Regions from separate parts of the Mus musculus genome. Here region 2 is linked to region 1. A link is a contact called in public promoter capture Hi-C data. All regions are on one chromosome and are shown on one strand. Each heading gives the region's core, a stretch centred on a gene start, on an enhancer-like site or on the middle of the called end of the contact. The rest is flanking DNA. Distances are from core to core; before and after follow the strand shown.

Evidence for each region. Promoter capture Hi-C pulls out the DNA fragments that hold promoters and counts their contacts.
Region 2: a contact with region 1 is called in a promoter capture Hi-C map of hippocampal neurons, with 2.4 times the contacts expected there. The contact joins the promoter of Aox4 here to the promoter of Sgo2a in region 1. A contact is called at or near these places in 6 of 39 promoter capture datasets (the 3T3-L1 cell line, hippocampal neurons, liver and 2 more) and 1 of 115 datasets of contacts at active chromatin or transcription factors (embryonic stem cells).

Annotation. Positions count from the first base shown.
Region 1 is chr1:57,991,874-57,997,657 of GRCm38.p6, reverse strand. Sgo2a (shugoshin 2A) reads right to left here and starts at 1,684. Exons shown (of 9, transcript NM_199007.2): 1 at 1,346-1,684.
Region 2 is chr1:58,206,556-58,212,579 of GRCm38.p6, reverse strand. It overlaps Aox4 (aldehyde oxidase 4), which reads right to left and starts at 2,183. Exons shown (of 35, transcript NM_023631.2): 1 at 1,952-2,183. The coding sequence starts at 2,005.

The DNA.
Region 1 (5,784 bases), core at 435-2,934:
AAAGAGAGGAAATTACAAGCTTAAGTCTAGATTTATGGTCTACACTGGTTAACAATGTAATAGAATTGGAAATAAATAATTAGTATGACAAGAACAATGACTTTAACACACAAGACATTAAAGAAGTGCTAATGCTAACTGGGCAGAGAAAACAGATCAGAAAAAGCTTCACTGAGGTGCAGGTGGCGATGCTGGGCTATGTGCTCGAATGGGGTCAACGCCCCAAACCTATATTCCCGCCACAAGCCACTCTGCTCCTTGCTCTGAGTCCACAGAACAATCTCAGTGTTCCTTTTATGTCCATCACAAAAATCCCTAGATTCCACAAGATTCCTCATTATCTTTACCTTCCTCACCCTAACTGCCCTCCAACTCTTCCCAACCCGGAAGCGGTCCTATAGTAGGCTACAAAGTGACCTAGTCAGGTACCTGCAATTCTCAATCTATACATAGTCTGCAGATCTAGTATAAGGATCCAATGAAAAGATTCTTATTTATCTAGGCATCCCTAACGCCATCACAAACATCTTCACGGAGAAGAGCAGAGATTAGGGTAATGCTGACAGGCAGAAGTTTCTATTAAATGTGTTTTCTGCTGAACTCTTAGTGCCTGGCACATAGCAGCTCCTTGGATAAACATTTCTAATAGAAATATATATGAACACATGAAAGAACTTCTCAGTAGAAAAAAAATCTGCCCAATGTTGAAATGGTCATGTTTGAAAGCATTGAGCAGATGTGGAAAGCTGTTAAGCAAATGACCGAGAAGATGGTTGGGGGCGGGGGGCGAATTTCTGCAACGGGGAGGAAGTTCACTAGGAACGTTTCAACAGTAAAGTTCAACTGTTCTAAAGTTTCGCCCCCCCCCCCCACCAAAAACAAACAAACAAACCATAAAACCGCAGGGAAGCTGGTAGGCTAATTGCAGGTTTTCACCTCACAATCTGAGCAGGGAAACAAGGAGGCTAGCTGCAGATCTTCAACTTTCCCTCCAGTCCAATCCCCCGTCTCATCCACAGCCCTGTGGCAGACCTTCTACTGTGACCTCTTCTCATTCTTTGATCCCACTTCTGAGGGGGGCGGGAATAAACAGATCCTGATGACACACCCTGCTTTCCTCCCTCCTGTGGACCCCCATGCCACGCCCTAGCATATAGCACATCTCCATTTCTAAGTGTCAGCTCCCAATACCCAGATCCCGGCCAAGCTATTAGTTCTCTGTTCGAAACAAGCCTGGCAGAAGCCCTACCCTGGAGATGCGTGTAGGTGCATCCTTACCTACACGAAAGCAGCCGTTTCAGACCTGGTCACAAGGACCTAGATCCCTTTCCCTCCAGGTACTGACCTGAAAACTAGTGGCGACCCCTCGCCCAGCTGGGAGCTCAAAGTCAGAACAGAGGTTACCGCCCCGATCCGAAGGCGGCTCCGCGTCCCGGCTCCGCGTCCCGGCCCTGCAAGCCGACGCGCGGCGGCGAGGACTGAGGCGCCAGGAGTGGCTACCGAGAAGGGTTCCGGCTTCGCAGGCCTTGCTGGCCGCGCTGGCCTCGTCCACGCCTACCAGCGACCCCTTCAGCTGTGGGTGCCCACACTTGCCAGGGAAGCGCGACAATCCGCGAAGACCAGGATTCAGGTTTAAACTGCGCGGCAGTTAGCGTTTATGCTCCAGCCAATCAGATTCCGAGAAGGCGGCGCAAAGATGCGCTGCCACCCGGAAGTGGAAGACGGAAGGGGCGGGACGTACTGGAGAGGGTCGAGTGGGCGTGGCTGGGTGAGCCGGGCGGGCTGCAGCGAGCGTGAAAAGGTTCTCCTTGCCTCTCTGAGCTTCTGGTAGCCATTTCCACCAGCCCTGACAGAGAGGGCCATTCACCACGGATAAAGGGACACTCTGAGGGTTGGCAGGCACCTCTAGTCCTTCGCAGGGCTTTGTGTTGTTCACTGTGTGATTATTTGTCTGCATCCAGTTTCTGCATTCTTGCCTTCCAATTGTGATCCTTGCTTCTTTACACTTCACTTAAAAGCCTTTCTCAATTTTGCACTTGGAAGTGCTGCAATGATACTCCATTTTAGCAGAGTACACAGAGTGGCATTTTAAACTATTTCAACTATATTTTAAAATGTGTTAGTCTTATTTTTCAAGTCAGTTTGGTTCTTTTTACAAAAGGTTAATAATAATATATATATGTAGAATTTCGAGAAACGATATTTTAAAAAACTGCTCTGTTCCATCATATTAAAAATACAAATAGAAGCCAGGCAGTGATGGTGCATACCTTTAATACCAGCACTTGGGAACCTTTAATACCAGCACTTGGGAGGCAGAGGCAGGCAAATTTCTGAGTTCGAGGCCAGTCTTGTCTACAGAGTGAGTTCCAGGACAGCCAGGGCTACACAGAGAAACCCTGTCTTGAAAAACCTAAATAAATAAATAAATACTACAAATATGGCATTTAGAGGTCATGAGCATTTGTTGCAAAGGACCCAGGTTTAGTTATCAGCACTCACATGGTGGCTCACAGCCATCTGTAACTCCAATTCTGGGGAATCTTATGTCCTCTTCTGGCCTCTGCAGGCACCAGATATGCATATGGTGTACATACATACATGCATGCGTACATTCGGGCAAAATATACATATAAAATAATAAATCTTTTAAAAAGAACCTTGTCATCCCTAGGTGGGGCAGTCTCTGGATGGCCTTTCCTTCATTCTCTGCTCCACACTTTGCCTCTGTATTTCCTCCTGTGAGTAGCCTGTTTCCCCTGCTAAGAAGCACTGGAGCACTTTGGTCTTCCTTCTTCTTGAGCTTCATGTGGTCTGTGAATTGTATCTTGGGTATTCTGAGCTTCTGGGCTAATATCTACTTGTCAGTGAGTGTGTACCATGTGTGATCTTTTGTGACTGGGTTACCTCACTCAGGTTTTCTAGTTCCATCCATTTGTCTAAGAATTTCATGAAGTCATTGTTTTTAAATAGCTGAGTAGTGCTCTGTTGTAGAAATGTACCACATTTTCTGTTCCTCGGTTGAAAGACATCTGGGTTCTTTCCAGCTTCTGGCTATTATTATATTATGATATACATTATAATATTACATATAATATATCATAATATTATACATATGTGTGTACAGATATATCATAATATATATATATGAACATAGTGGAGCATCTTATGTGTTAGAGCATCTTCTGGGTATATACCCAGGAGTGGTATAGCTGGGTCTTCAGGTAGTACTATGTCCAATTTTCTGAGGAACTGCCAGACTGATTTCCAAAGTGCTTGTACCAGCTCGCAATCCTACCAACAAGGAGAAGTGTTCCTCTTTCTCCACATCCTCACCAGCATCTGCTGTCACCTGAGTTTTTAATCTTAGCCATTCTGACTGCTGTGGGGTGGAACCTTAGGGTTGTTTTGATTTGCATTTCCCTGATGACTAAGGATGTTGAACATTTCTTTAGGTGCTTCTCACCCATTCGTTATTCCTCAGTTGAGAATTTTTTGTTTAGTTCTCTGGAGTCTAACTTCTTGAGTTCTTTGTACATATTGGATATTAGCCCTCTATTGGATGTAGGGTTGGTAAAGATCTTTTCCCAATCTGTTGGTTGCCATTTTGACCTATTGACAATGTCCTTTGCCTCACAGAAGCTTTGCAATTTTTTTCTTTTTTTTCCCCCCCAAGACAGGCTTTCTCTGTATAGCCCTGGCTGTCCTGAAGCTCACTCAGTAGACAAGGCTGGCCTCGAACTCAGAAATCTGCTTGCCTCTGCCTCCCAAGTGCTGGGATTAAAGGCGTTTGCCACCACTGCCTGGCTGAAGCTTTACAATTTTATGAGTCCCATTTGTCTATAGTTGATCTTAGAGCATAAGCCATTGGTGTTCTGCTCAGGAAAACTTCCCCTGTACCCATGTGTTCAAGGCTCTTCCCCACTTTTTCTTTTAGTAGACACCAGATTTAGTGTATCTGGTGTCATATGGAGGTGTGGAGGTCCTTGATCCATTTGGACTTGAGCTTTGTACAAGGAGACAAGAATGAATTGATTTGCATTCTTCTACATGCTGTCTGCCAGTTGAACCAGCACAATTTGTTGAAAATGCTGTCTTTTTCCCACTGGATGGTTTTAGCTTGTTTGTCAAAGATCAAGTGACCATAGGTGTGTGGGCTCATTTCTGGGTTTTCAATTCTATTCCATTGATCTACCTGCCTGTCTCTATACCAATACCATGCAGTTTTTATCTCTATTGCTCTGTAATACAGCTTGTCCTTCTTCCCTTTTTAAAACAATAAAGCATAAATAGCCATCAGTGTGAAAACAGGTCAACATCCTTAGACATCAGGGGAAAATAAATTAAAACTGCATTAAGATTACATCTTATCCCAGACAAATGGCTATCATTTAAAAAAAAAACTGATGAAAATAAACAAATCCTTATACATTGCTCATAGAAATGCAAATTAATCCAAACTGGAAAAGAGAAATTCATATGACTCAGAAGCTATACCACTTCTGGTTATATGCCCTAAGAACCCTAATGTTTAGTAGTTAAACTAACCAGTATTTAGTTTACCTAACCTAATTCATCAAATATTCAGTACATGTTATATGTTTCTTTTTTTCGTACTCCTTGTAATTACAAATTGACTAAGGTCACAGAGCTATTGAGAGCCACATCTGGAGTCCAAAACCAAATATGCATGACCTCATGTGGGTCTCACACTAACCATAGAGCCTGCATTGCTTTTCAAAACCAGAAATGACTCCTCTTCCTATGCCAGTCCATCTCCTTTTGGCCATCACTTCCACATACTTGCCTGAAGGCTTACACTTGATTAAGCAGCACACTTTCATTTCACTGAAAACTTTACCCTTGTTTAAATATTAAAAGTTTGGGGTATCATGACTAGCATAGTTTTTAGATGTCCTACTCTTTAGTCAAGGCTAGCCGAGACTCACTATGTAGCTCCAAAAAGCTCTCAATTTTGTAGCAACTCTTCTGCTTCAGCCTTCCATGAGCTGGGATCACAGGGTGAGCTACCACCCATGAGAACTCCTGTAACCATGTGGACTGGTTCAGCCTTGGATGGGGCCATGCTAATCTCGTATCCTTCCAGTGTTAATACATGTGCTGCCGAGGTGAGCACCACTACACGCTCTTAAATGACAGTGGCCCTAGCACCACCATTTACTGGTCACTTAACTTTGACCAAGGCGTTTTATCTCTGTTTTGTTTCCTCCTTTATTAAATAGAGGCTGATGAAGATGGTTCTGATGAACAGATTCCTTTGTTTGGATATTACTTTCTTCTGTGATGGCTAACATTATATTTAAAGTTTAAGCTTACTGTGCTTGAGAAAGCAAAAAGCAAAAATGCCTCAACTATGTAAACCCCTAGCTTGAACACGGCTTACTCTGTCAACTTACCTCCCCTTTCCCCCAGATGTTGAAGACTATTCTTAAATTGATTGATGTTGTGTTTTGGGATCAGTCATAAGTCAAAGACCAGGTAGGTCAATGTAGATGATAAAAGTTTATTGTAATCAAGCTGTTACTGATCAGGCCACAGAACAGACTCAGGAGCCAAAACGCAGTACTGAAGGGCGTAGCACAGCATATTTAAAGCATAAAACCATAAAGTAAGGGGAGCAGGGTGGGCTTTAGCAATCCAATCATATTTTGACATAGGGGTTGAGCAAGGGAGTTCCATCAATCAGGATACGGTGTGGTTCTTGGGTCTGGGAACATGAACTTAGTTTGACTCTGCTAGTAAGATGGAGTTGTCCTGGAGATG
Region 2 (6,024 bases), core at 934-3,433, 210 kb before region 1:
TTTGCTGGGGCAACCAGGCAAGATGGGGAAATCAAGTTAGAATGTAGCTGACCTGGAAGCAGAGTAGCAGGGAACCCAGACACAGAGGGCACTGTCCTCTGGGCTGCTTTGTGCAGAGAATATAAGACCTTGTATTCTCATTGCACTTGAGCAAGGCAAATAGGGTATTGATTCCTTCACCCCACCTCTCACATATCCAACTCTCCTGAAGTCCTCAGAAGTTTACCAATGTAGAGATCAGCCCAACACCCAAATTCTAGACTCTGTCTGCCTCTCCGTCTCTGTCTATGTGTGTGTGGGGGGAGGGTGGGGGAGCTAAGAGAAGAGGTATTACAGAGGCAGAGAACAGGATATTGGCAGGCAGGGGATAATAACACCTATCATCTCTGTCCCGGGATCAAGGCCTGGTGACACTCAAGGCTTGGATTTCCGTCTCCAGCCTTCCTGGTAAACGCTGTACTTTCAGTCCTCCTGTCTGCAGGCCTGCTATAGCTACATGGGTTCACTGCTGTCCCGAGATGCACCAGTCTCAGGCCCAAAGGGCATAGACTATGATGGGTTCCAGAAGAGGGGAGAGATCAAAGCCTGCCAACTACAACGCGATGGTGAGCAGTCAGCATTCCCAGCTGTGTGAAGAAGATCTCGGGAACTGTGTGGACAACAAATCTCTTCTTACTAAGCACACGAAGTGGGAGCGAGGCCATTACTAATCCCCAACACGCAAGTGCACACAGCCCCAGGAGACAACCCCAGGAGAGTAGCAAAGCTCAGGGGTCAGACTGTAGTAAGCACCTGATGCCAGATATGGCTAAGTCAGAGAAAAGCACCTGGCATTCCACCAGCTGTGGGGGATGCAGTCTGTGCTGGACTTCGGAAAACCACCAGGCAGGACCTATGGAATGGCCCTGCTGTGATCTCTCAGCCTCTCACCAGCTCCAACGACGAGGAATCAGACAGAAGGATATTCATGCTGTGTTTTCTGGTTTTTTTTTTTTGGGGGGGGAGAACTTGGGAGAATTGAAAGGTACCCGTGTCCCCATCACTAGGACAAGCCCATGAAAGACCAGCACACTCTGGAAAGCCATGCACTGATAAAGTAAATTTTTTTTCACAGAGGAGCGCCCCAAGACCAGCTCAGTGTCACAGAAACAAAGCAAACAAAAGGGGTCTGCACCTCATACCACTGTTCTCAAATTCAGAATCCAGATGTGCAGGCACACAAACACCACATATGTCTCAAGGAGACACCCGCATCTCTGAGTGGGTATGTGAAAAGTAGGTGGGAAGATATGGGTTTGAGAGGCACAAAAAAAGACAAAGAGCCCCAACAGAAGCCACACCTTGGGGAGTCCGTGGGGTGATGGGCCCTAGTGGACACTGTGCTTCAGTCAAACTGAGCCCCTGGGTCTAAACAAATGAGCCGGTCGTGGCACCACACCATCTTCAGGCTTGCCCCGCCCCCCTTGACATTTTTATAATTTGTCCTAGAAATAAGGAGGCAGTCCTGTTCTGCCTCCAGGGTGATGGTCTGGCTGAGGGGTTGCTATCAATTGAGAGTCATGTGTGGTTGTTTTCTTCCTGTCTCTCTCCTGTTAAAGGGGCATTGGCCAACTGAGGTGGGGCACATTTCCAGGTGGGGTGCATTTCCAACAGGCGCAGAAGGAACGACCTGTCAGCCGCTCACCCCTGCAGCGTGCTGCTGGCCTTGTCGGAATTCACGCTTGCACCGCGCAGCAAATACCAGGTTCTTTTTCTTACTGTTTCCGATGAGAGAACGAAAAGCAAGCAGACATCCCACATTTGCATATTTGATGCCAAAAAGGGAGTTAACAATCCATGTTTAAGATTGTGCCACTGCTAAAAACTAGGAGATGTACCTCAGTGAAGAACAGTAAGCCTGACTTTTGCCCTCTGTGAACAAAGAGCCAGGTTAGTCACATCAGAAACTTACCTTTTTTCCATTCACAAAAAAAATCAGCTCGTCAGACTCGGAGACGGAAGGCATGGTGTCAATGGGGAGCCAGAAGCACAAATTTGAAACAAATGCCCTACCGACAAGGGTATCTGCTCCTCTATCTCATATAGCAGCACTGTAACTTGGGCACCTGCAGTCCCGGGGAAGCCAAATCGGCGGCACAGCCCAACACTGGTGATTTATAGTCAGCCCTGCCTGCCTAGCCCACAAAGGCTTGGCAGCAGCTCCAGCTTCTCTTTCTGGCACGAGTGAGTCAAGAATTCACGTGACGTTTTGAAGTCTAAAACTGGTTTGTTCATGTTGGGTTTAGACTCCGGGGTTCAATTATGAAAATCGAGTTTCAGGTGGATGATTACGAGTTACACGAACAAAACGAACCCGCCTGTAAATCGGTACCTTGCTGTCCACACCAGCGCGAGTGATTCCTGTCTCCCGTTTTTCTTGTATTTAATTACAAGGGAAGAGTCTTTCGTGAATGTGATGAAAGACAGCAAATGCATGTTTATTTTTTTTTTATTAATTCATTTTATGTGGTTAACTCATTTATGCTATTAGTTCATTTTGTGTGGGTATTTTGTACGCATGCCTGTGTTCCACGGGTGTGGCTGGTATTCACGGAGGCCAGTGAGGGCGTTAGATTCCCTGGAGCTGCAGTTACAGATGGTTGTGAGCAAACATGTGGGTGCTGGGAATCAAACCTGGGTCCTCTGGAAGGGCAGCCAGAGCTCTTAACTGCTGTGCCATCTCTCCAGCCTCCTCAACTGTGTCTTTAAGGCTTGACTATAACAACCAGCATGCACACTCTCTCTTCTTCATCTTTTCTCTGCTTACTTGTCTAGAACTCCTCACATTTGAGGATTTTAAGATTCTCATGCTCAGCAATACCCTAGGTACAAATGTACTTGAAACCACAACTATTCACTCAGGTTTGCTGTGGGCTGGAGGCTGTTCTTATGGACTGGGAATTATGGAGCACCTCAGGAGAGCATCATAGTCACCATCATCACCACTACCATCATCATCAGCATCATTATCATCACCACCACTACCATCATGACAATCATCCTCACTACCACTACAACCACCACCATCACCACCACCACCATTACTTTATAAATAAGAAAAATGAGACATCAAGATTTTAAGTGACTTGCCCAAAGAGCAGGGTTGCCTTGGAGCCTACAACTTTTTTTCTGAGATATAGCAGAATCCTGGTGGGGAGTGAGGCCAAGGAACAGTTTTGCCAATTTCTGAGGACCTTGGAGCCATCAAGAGAGGTGTCATGAGGCTCCTAATAGGGAGGGAAGGCATTTGGATTAGAGCAGGGGTGATGGGCTGCATTTCAGGATGCCCAAGGCTGCTATTGAGTATGGTGGGAGCAGATGTCCCAATGGGTGTGATGTTGGCTTATGAGAGAGGGGAGCTGCGCTGCAGAGACCAGCAGCTGCCTAGTGAGATTTTCAAGTTCCATCTGCACAGGTTAAGTTTGAGATGCTAACACACAGTCACACAGTCACACAGTCACACAGACAGACAGACAGACAGACACACACACACAGAGCAAATAGGGCTGTGATGGCTGTTGGATATTCAAGGCTGCATTGTCTTCCTTTTGTCTTGAGCAGAGCAGGTGCTCAAGTCTGGGGCCAGTTTCCAATCCAGCCTCCTGTCACCAAGCTCATAGTTCCGACGTCACCATCTATCTGTCTTCACCTCTGCCTGCTGCCTCAGTGGTTCCTAGAGGCTTCTGCTCAGTGCTCCTTGCCTGTCCAGAGATTTGAAATGCAAGAAATGATGTCACCTCAGGAAATGGACAGTAGTGTGGTGGGTGGGGTAGGGAGACAACAACTAAGTAGTTTGTTTAGTTCTGAGGTTCTGAGGGCTGGACTATGTCTTGTCTGAGCAGTCACAAAGGAGACACCCACCAAGAAGATGCATGAGAAAAGAGAATGTATAGTGGCCTCCAAAGAAGATGAACTTGGCAGGTTAAAGCCAAAGAAGCACAGGGTACCTGAGGAGAGCAGGTGTGAGAGGGAGATGCAGGGGTGAGGCAGAGATGTGGGGTTGTGACTGAGACAGAGATGCAGAAGTGAGACAAAAGCCCAGAAAGTTTCCATGTAGGATACAACATAGTGTGATTTGAAGTCAGCCATTCTTGGGCTGGGGCTAAGTCTCCGTTTATAAAGTGCTTGCCTGACATGCATGAAGCATAGAGTTTGGTCTCCAGCACTCTGTAAACTGGATATGATAACAGATTCCTGTAATCCCAGCACTCAGGAGGCAGAGGCAAGAAAATCAGGAGTTCAAGGCATTCAAGGTTAGCTGGGATACGGAGATACTGTCTTAGAAGATGAAGCTGGAGAATTGGCTTAGCGATTAATCATGCTTGTTACACTTTCTAGAAGACCCAATTATTGACCCTACATGAGCAGGCTTTTAGCCACTTTTAGCTCTAGGGGAGCTCCAGGAGATCTGTTGTCTTCTTTTGGCCTCTGTGTGTCCCACACATACACGACACATATATGACACACAGAGGCATATTCATACACACAAATACAATCAATTTCAAAACAAAAATTCTTACTATCCTATTGTATACAGAGAGAATTATGGCTGGTACTGCCGAGTCAGATCTGAAGCCATTTCTGTACACTCCAGTCTAGAGGTTACACTAACCTAGACTAGGGTATGAAGTGGTAAACAGAGATAAGGACAGAGAGAAGAGCTTTTGTATGAAATTTGGGGACATATCCAACCTGATCAGCTGACAGATTAGATAAAAATGGGGTAAAGAGTAGACGAGAGGAATCAGGCATGAACAGATGAGTCAGGCAGTATCAATGGCTGAGATGGGAAGTCAGGAGTGGGGTGAGAGACAACACTGGGGCTTAGGGAAAAGAATCAAAACTTTTGGATCTAGACAGTTTAAGTTGGTTTTCTGAGTTTCAAGAGTGCATGTCAGTGGAATACAGGGATCTAGGGGACAGCAGAGACTCCGGACCAGAGATGCTGACTTAATCAATCATCAGCTTATCAATGGTATTAGCACAGGCTCCTTGGGGAATGGTAATGTACTAAGAAAAAGCTCTATTTGCGCTGTGGCAAGAGAATGCTGTAGATGGCTGGGCGTGCTATTCCTGCAATTGCCTTGCCTGCCCTGTGAGGTCAGGAGGGTATGCTATCCCCCTGCTTCCAGAGGAGGCTCTGGACAGTCAGGCTCAGGCCAAACAACCCTTTGGTACCTTTGGCAGTGACACCAGAAAGTCAGGCTCTCTGGACAGGGTGCCTCAGACATGAGATGGAAGTTAAATGTGTGTGTGTGTGTGTGTGTGTGTGTGTGTGTGTGTGTGTGTGTGAGAGAGAGAGAGAGAGAGAGAGAGAGGATAGGAGGGAAGGATTGGGAGGAGAGAAGAGAGAACAGAGAAGAGAGACCGTGGTTGGGATGTAAAGTAAATTAATTAATTAATTAATTAATTAATTAATTAGTTAAAACCATGTCAGGACAATGCTTTCCCCTAGTTTTTATCTGTTGAGTTTTCTAAACCAGAGGCTTTGAAATTCTGTCACTGACTGGATTGGCTCAGATTTACCACGGCCCAAGCATAGGAGGACATGGCGCATGACCCTGCTGAGATGTATTAACAATGTCAAAGCTGAGAGATTTCAATGCTTGCTTCAAGCAGGTGGCATAGTGGTGTTTCCCTGATGGTCAGCAGTGTATACATCTAGGACACTAACTGCTCTGGAAGGCTGGGAAGTGCAGAGTCCTGCGTGAGCCCCCAGGCTCTTGGTTCAAGGTCATAACAACAGTGGTGCTTAGCTCATTCTTAACATGTGAAACTTGCAACTACAGCTTGAACTTGGATTTTCTTGAGGTCTTCTACTGCCAGTGTAGTTGAGCCTTGTTTTCTGTCATGACAGGAAAGATACCCTCACTGTGAAGAGAGTTTGGTAGTCTGGAGATCGAGATCTCAGCCGAGGCCTGCCCACAAGAGTCTGAAATCAGCACCTGTCCAAACATTTAACATTTGTCCATATGTGACAACATA